Regions from separate parts of the Oryctolagus cuniculus genome. Here region 2 is linked to region 1. Evidence: chromatin contacts called from public Hi-C data. All regions are on one chromosome and are shown on one strand. Each heading gives the region's core, a stretch centred on a gene start, on an enhancer-like site or on the middle of the called end of the contact. The rest is flanking DNA. Distances are from core to core; before and after follow the strand shown.

Region 1 (3,432 bases), core at 552-3,051:
AGAGCTGGACAGGAAGTAGAGTAGCCAGGACTTGAACTGGTACTTTGATAGGGGATGCCAGCATTGCAAGCAGCTGCTTAATTCGCTGCACCACAATGCCAGCCCCACATTGACACCCCCTACACACACACACACACACACACACACACACACACATACACACACTTTGGCTCATTCCAACAAAAACCTTGTATCAGGACCATGCCTCAGCAAACCCCTTCCTAATAGGGCTTGTCTTGCTGGTGAGCAGGGCTAACTTAGGGCTCGTGTCCCCTCTTCTGGTTGTCTTCCACCTTCCTGTCCACTTCACAGTTCTCAGGTGTGGCGTATCAGAAGCAGGGTGTTGGGCAAAAGTTATCGTTGCTCACTCTGCCCCTCAGGGCCCAGCTCCCAGGGAGAAAGTTTAACCAAGAAGAAAGAAGGACATCAGTATAGGGCCTGTGATGCCTCTGAGAATCCTAGCAAGCAAAGCCCACCCCTTAAGATGAGGCCAACACACCGGTTCTGATAAACACCGGCTCTAGGTGCAGGCTGCATGGGAGGAGGAGCAGGCTGGCTGGAAGATGACGTCTACACTTACTGATAGGCCTAGCCTGCCATTAGATGACTCAACGCCTTTCCTAGCACCTCAGCCAGGAGGCAGAGAGCTGCAGCCTTTATTTTTTCCTCTTGGGGTGGGACTTTTCCGTCTTGGCACCAGGGCCACAGGAAAGCCTCCATGACTGACCTCCCTGCCTGTGAGCTCATCAGCCTGAGCAGAGGCACAGCCCAAGAGCCTGGATGAAATTCCAGGATGTCCCAGGCCACTGGCCTGGGAGGAAGACCTGCTTGAGTGTAACCCCCAGCTTCCTGGGTCTTAGTTTACAGCATGTAGGAAGCAGGTACCAGCTCTGACCTCACAGGCCCGTTGGAGGACTAAGAAAGGTCATGCTGTGAAAGCAAGCACTTAGCTTTAGCCCTGTAACTTATTACTGTTCCAACCTCCTGAGCAGAAGGCTAGAAGTAGTTAAGCGTGGTTGCCGGGGTTAAGACAATCCATACTGGGTGGGTTTGCATCCTGAGTCCTCTTCTTCAGAGTTTAGTGACCGTGGGCGACTTCACGGTGCTGTTTCCTCATTTGTAAAATGGGAGTAACAGCTATCTAATGCGGTCAGTTGGAAGCTGAAAAAACGCCAGTCAAGTGTTTGGCACAGTTGCCAGCAGATAGAAATTGCACAACTAAGGCACATTACTCATCATTTTTTTTTCCAACCCCATATCCTTCGGTCTGGCTCAAGGTGCTCGCCTTGCCACAAACCCCATTAATCCCTTTGAGCTTGGGTACGGTCCATCTCCACGAAAGGCAGAACTGGGCCTCCGAGGCTCATCCTGCTCTCTCTCAAGCCTGTCTCACACGTTATGATTGTACCTCTAAAGTCCCACAATCCAATCCTAGGAGCCCTGAAATTAGAATTACATTGCACATCACACAGCAAGGTTGTTTCTAAAATGGCTCTCCTAAGTTTCCACTCCCTAAAATGTCCATCTTTTTGAACTATGATTCCAAATGCCCCTCTGCCCGCCCCCCGCCAAGGAACCGCTTTTTCGTGCAACCGCAGCGGCCTAAACTAGCAGGTCGTGGGTGCCTGGAGGCGCCTGCGCAGAAGGACGCCGCCCGCTGACGTCAGCGCGTCGGGCTCGTGCCGGCCCCCTGCACCCCCGGCCTCCCCACGGCCCCGCCCCGCGCGCCCGCGCACTCGCGCGCATGCGCCGAACTCCGCCCCCGGCGCGTCACAGAATGGCCTCGGACACCCAGGCAGCTCCTGACGTGTCGGGGAGGAGCCGGGTGCCGAGGTGCGCGGAGTGGAGCTCAGGGCTGCGGAGGGAAGCGGAGCTGAGCGGCTGGGCGGGCCTGGCCAGGCCAGCGGAGCTGAGGCGTCGGTCAGCCGGCGGCGAACATGCGCTTTTGACACATTGGAGGTGAGCCCGCGGTGCGGGGCCCCTGCCGAGGAGGCCGAGCCTGGCGGGCGGCGCCGTAGGGCCTGTCCCTGGGGAGACTGCCCGGCCCGGGGGCTTGTCTGAGGCCCCGCCGGGCCGGGCCGGGACTGGGTTCAGGTGCGGGGACGGCCAGCCCGGGGAGCAACTGTCCCAACCGCTCTAACTGCCCCCTGCCCTGCCCCGGTGCGAGGTGTGGCCCAGCGAGGGCGCCTGCGGCGGAGGAGCCGAGCGGCGTCTGGAGGCTGTGCCCCGGGCCCGGGGTGGGGTGAGGGGTGGCGGGGACGGAGGCCGGGACGTGGCACCGCGGGCCGGGACGCTGTGGGCGCGAGGTGCGGCCCGGGCAGCCCTCCTCCCCGCCCCCTGTGCCGTGGGCGGCGGGCGCTCGGACGCCAGGTCGGGATTTGGTCTCTCGCCGCCTCTGTGCCGCCCGCGGCTCCCCGGTGGACCTGGCTCCTCGCGCCCCCCAGGGGTTCGCGTGGCTTGTGCTCGCCCAACCCTTGTCTTGCTGGTGAGCAGGGAGCTAACTTGGGCTTTGAGTTTCGCCTAGGGAGCGAGAGCGCTCACCCCTGGGTGGTTGCGTTCGGGGTCTACGCGTCCGGGAACCCCCCTGGCTGTCTCTCGTGAACCTCCTCCTCCTCAGTTGGACTGATTCTGTTACCGCCATTAGAGGGGTGGGGCGATGGAGCCCAGGTGGGGCTAATGAAGTGATTGATTGAGCCTGAGGTTCAGCCGGCTGGTGAGTGCGTGGCCGAGCGTGGGTCAGGGTTTACGTTTCCAGGCTTGGAGTTGCGGTTTCTGGTGGGGTTTCTGTACCCTCCTCGGAGAGCAAGGCAGAAAATCTGACTTGCCCGAGATCCGCCAGAAGCCAGGGCACGACTTGAGCAAACTCCCGGCTGGGAGAGAAATCTTAACTCGGGAGCATCCTTACAAGTTGCTGGTTAATTATTTTGTCTGATAAGTGGTTTTCCTCTCCGTGCACCCAGGAGATAGGGCTATGGTTCTGTCAGATTATGAAATTGAAGGGGCAAGTGCAGCTCTGAGTCATGATTGAAGAGAAGAAAAGGGAAACTGAGTGAGCCGTCCCTTCCGGACTAAATTACTATTTAAAATAGAAGTGCAAAAGCAACGACCAAAACCTTGGGTTAGCTCTGGTTAGTGGCTGAGCTGGCCAAGCTAGAAGCTGTTAAATCTTATGTAGCTGGAGCTCTGCTTTGGCTTTTTAAATTAAATAGATTGAAGTTGGATAAGCAGCATTTAAAATAAATAGTCTCAGTAAAAGCTTAGATATTGCCTTCGTCTGCCAAGCTTTTTTTTTCTTCATTTCGAGCCATGCAGAGATAAATTTGGTTACTAAAGCCTAAAACTACTTCTGATGTAAGTTTCTGAGCATCTAATAAAGTAGAAAAAGAAGTTTGTCAGGATCAAAATGGAGACCATATTTGTGATTGACCTTGA
Region 2 (3,432 bases), core at 468-2,967, 42 kb after region 1:
TGCACTGTGTGTGTCACAGCCTGAGCAGCCGGCTAGCTCCCCGCCGGAGTGTGGCAGTGAGGAGCGCGGGAAGGCCTGGGGCCAGCCTCCCCCTTCACTGAGAGGTTCAGATGAGGGCAGTTTTCACTCCGGGCCGGCGTGCAGAACCCCAGTGCTCTGCCCATACATCTCAGTGCACTGTTTGACACTAAACTGCCTTGGTGGGGATCGCGTGTCCACTGGCTTCAGGGCGTACTTTCTGTCACCAACTTTACCCATCCCTGGGAGAAAAAATATTTTGAAATCTACCCAAGAAATTTGGAAAAACATTCATGGAAAATGTGTATTATGTGTATATGGATTTCAACTTTTGTTCCAAAATAAGCTTATCTTTTTTTTGTATGATTTATTTGAAAAGCAGAGGGACAGAAAGAGACCAAGATCGTCCACCCCTGGTTCACTCTTCAGATGCCTGCAACAACTAGGCCTGGGCCAGACTGAAGCTCAGCCAGGAACTCCATTGTGGTCTCCCACGTGGGGTCCAGTTTGCCTTCCCAGGTGTATTAGCAGGGAGCTGGACTGGAAGTGGAGCAGCTGGCTTTGAACCGGTGCTGGTTTTCTAAGAGGTGGCTGTTAGAAGCCCCTGCACCACAACACTAGCCCCAAGCTTTGTTTTCAGTGTGCATTCTGCCCGCTCGGGACCCTTTAGATTGCGCAGATTCGGTAGTGAGTGTCACTCCCAGATTGCTCCCCTGACAGCTGGGTTCCAGCCCCTGCCCTCAGGCCCTCTCTTCCTCCTGGGTGCATCTCCCCTGGAGGCCGCCTGGAGTCAGGATTGCCCAGGGAATGGGTCTGCCATTCGGCAGTTTTTGGGAGACAGTGCCCCTGGAGGAAAGGGGGCCAGTGGTGTCAATTTAAGTCTGCATAGCTAGCCACCCTCCAATCCGATCAGAGACGGAAAGCTGAGAACAGAAGGTGAAAACAAGATTCCATGGTCACGTGATTATTCTCGTTTATTGAGGTCTGTTCATTCTTAATGGGTGCTTTTCTCTCCAAGTAAACAGAGCAGGCGTAAATATCTATAATGAATAAATTTATTGTCTTACAAAAATCATTGTCTAGAAATATGGGAATACAAGAAAAGATATTTGCAGTCAGGTGTCTGGTGGTCAACAGCCAGGACAGTTCATAAAGGGGAAACTCAAAGATTCCAAACCCACACGACGAGTTCTGCCTAACAGATGTTAAAGCTTTTCACCCAAAAGGCTTGTGTTTTCAAGCACATTGCAGAGGATCAAGGATTTGTAATTAACACTGATTCATTGTCACTGAATGTTTGTAATACCACTTTGACTAGAGGTACATGATATGAAGCACAGTTAAAACTTAATACATTAAATTATTGAGAGGCAAATAATATATTTTAACATTGTCTTAGTACTGTAGTGTCTAAGGCACTTTCTGTAATGTCAGTTTGCTCAGCTATCAACCAAAAACAGAATGCTAAGTGTTCACTGTAACACTGTCCCGAGGGGAGGGAAAAGGAAAAGTGAGAAGGGATTCACCCCACTGGCATGTCAACATTCAGGCAGTGGCCTCTGTCCCTGAGGTCCTCTTAACCTCACTGACAAGCTTGGAACAAGCCTCGGACACAAAACCTATGTTCCCATCTTGGGCTCAAAGCAGCGGCTGAATTTGCAAGGTCGGCATGGGGGCCTGGCTGGCGAGGGGGGAGCCTTGGGAAGACTGAGCGCCACCAGGCTCTGGCTGCCACCTGGGGCCTCCACCCTCAATGCCCACACCAGCCCTGGCTGGACAGTTCACGTGGGTGGACTCAGGGACACTGTCAACTGGAGGGCGCGGCAGCCCCAGTGCAGCCACCCCTCTGATGGTTCCCAAGCCCCCTTCACAGTTTGCTCACGGAAACAGCGTATCATTTTTCGAAGGAAATGAGAGACACAAGTGCAGTTTGGGTTCCACAATGTTCTAAGCGACTGATGTGGCTGAGGAGTCGGGCCACACGGACACAGAACTAAGTGATCTGTCTGCGACAGAGCATGCAGAGCGACGGCGGCGGCCACGGGCTGCCCCCAACCCAGCGACTGGCCTCCAGGGGTCCGGAGTTCGTTTTAAAAAGGGATCTCTTCTTAACATGTGTTATAAAATGTCTCTCGATGACTATATGGAAAATAGATGGGATGAGGAGAATCTGGAATACGCGCGTGTCTGGTGTCTGTATATATAAAAAGGGGAGCGGCTGTGCCTAATTTGAAGCAGGATACAGGACGCGTAGGCTGCAGAGTCTTAAGACACGGTTGATCTTTCGTAAGGAGTCCCGTAGCTTGCCAATTTCCTAAACGCGTAGGAGGCCCCGGGCAGGCTGGCGCCGGGGCGAGTTCCTCTGCGTCCCACCGCATTGCCCCCTCCGGCTTCCCGCGACTTCACTCGGACTGGGGTGGCTGCGTCTCGTTGACATCACTGGTCTTACTTTCTGTGTCGTCATCTGACAGCTCCAGGGAAGCCCCCTCGATGTGCAGCTGGCGCCGGCCAGATCGGCTGGAAGAGAAGCTAATTGGGCCCCCACGCCTGGAGAGAACAGAGAGCAGACACGTGTGGGTAAATGCACAAGAGCGTGCGGCTGTCAGCGTGTCCGGCCCCTAGTGACGCTGGGCCTTCTGTTCCACCCCTTCCTTGCACTTGTGGTGGGAGGGTACATCTGGGGAAGGAACTGCCCCCACCCAGGCAACACGCTGCGTACACAGACCAGGGCTCTCGGTGGGACTGGCTTGATCGACTGCTGGTGACGGGAAGGGTGAGGAGCATGAGCCACAGCGGACGCCCCCTTCTCCCAGGGCCACACAGCGGATCTGTGAGTTTACCTTTGCAAGCCATGGAGGCTGGCTCCCGTGTTCTTGGGGTTTTTACAATCCCTTCCAATGTACAAACCGTCGCGGGCTTGCTGGCTGTACAGAAGCAGGCATGGGCCACGGCGCAGACCCAGCGTGGAGCTGATGGTGCGTTGCCAGCAGCCTCGGCCCGTTTATTTTTTACCTTATTTCGAGAGTTCCCATCTATCTGGCTTGTTCCCCACATGTCTCTAACAGCTGGATCGTAACTACCTGGGCCATCAGTGCTGCCTCCCAGGATCTGGCGCAGGGAAGAGACCCTGGTACTCTGGTGTGGGGTGCACGCTCTCCCTGGGTCCTGCTCAGGTTACCTGTGGTGGTGGTGGTGGGGGTCTGGGTCTGCGTTGGCGCACGGTGGGTTGAGATGCAGCTGGCACCCATGAGCTCAAGTTTGAGTCCCAGCTGCTCTTTTTTTAGATTTATTTGAAAGGCACAGTTACAGAGAGAGAGACAGAGATCTTCCATCCACTGGTTCACTCCCCAAATGGCCACAACAGCCAGGGTTGGGCTAGGCCAAAGTCAGGAGCTAGGAGCTTCCTCTGGTTCT

Evidence for each region. A called contact is a pair of places that touch in the nucleus more often than the background predicts.
Region 2: a contact with region 1 is called in a Hi-C map of an unstated tissue, with 2.5 times the contacts expected there. The contact joins the enhancer-like site here to the promoter of NDEL1 in region 1. A contact is called at or near these places in 2 of 6 Hi-C or Micro-C datasets (ear pinna and an unstated tissue).

The regions. Positions count from the first base shown.
Region 1 is chr17:52,880,677-52,884,108 of mOryCun1.1, forward strand. NDEL1 (nudE neurodevelopment protein 1 like 1) reads left to right here and starts at 1,802. Exons shown (of 10, transcript NM_001082020.1): 1 at 1,802-1,959.
Region 2 is chr17:52,922,639-52,926,070 of mOryCun1.1, forward strand. It overlaps MYH10 (myosin heavy chain 10), which reads right to left. Exons shown (of 42, transcript XM_070061373.1): 42 at 975-2,565. The coding sequence ends at 2,421. Among named protein-coding and RNA genes, the nearest start is that of NDEL1, 42 kb to the left of the region's middle. Within about 2 kb of position 1,718, at least 1 of the 8 cell types and tissues checked has an H3K27ac peak or open chromatin away from gene starts, as enhancers often do. A contact at or near this core is called in ear pinna, where this site is marked.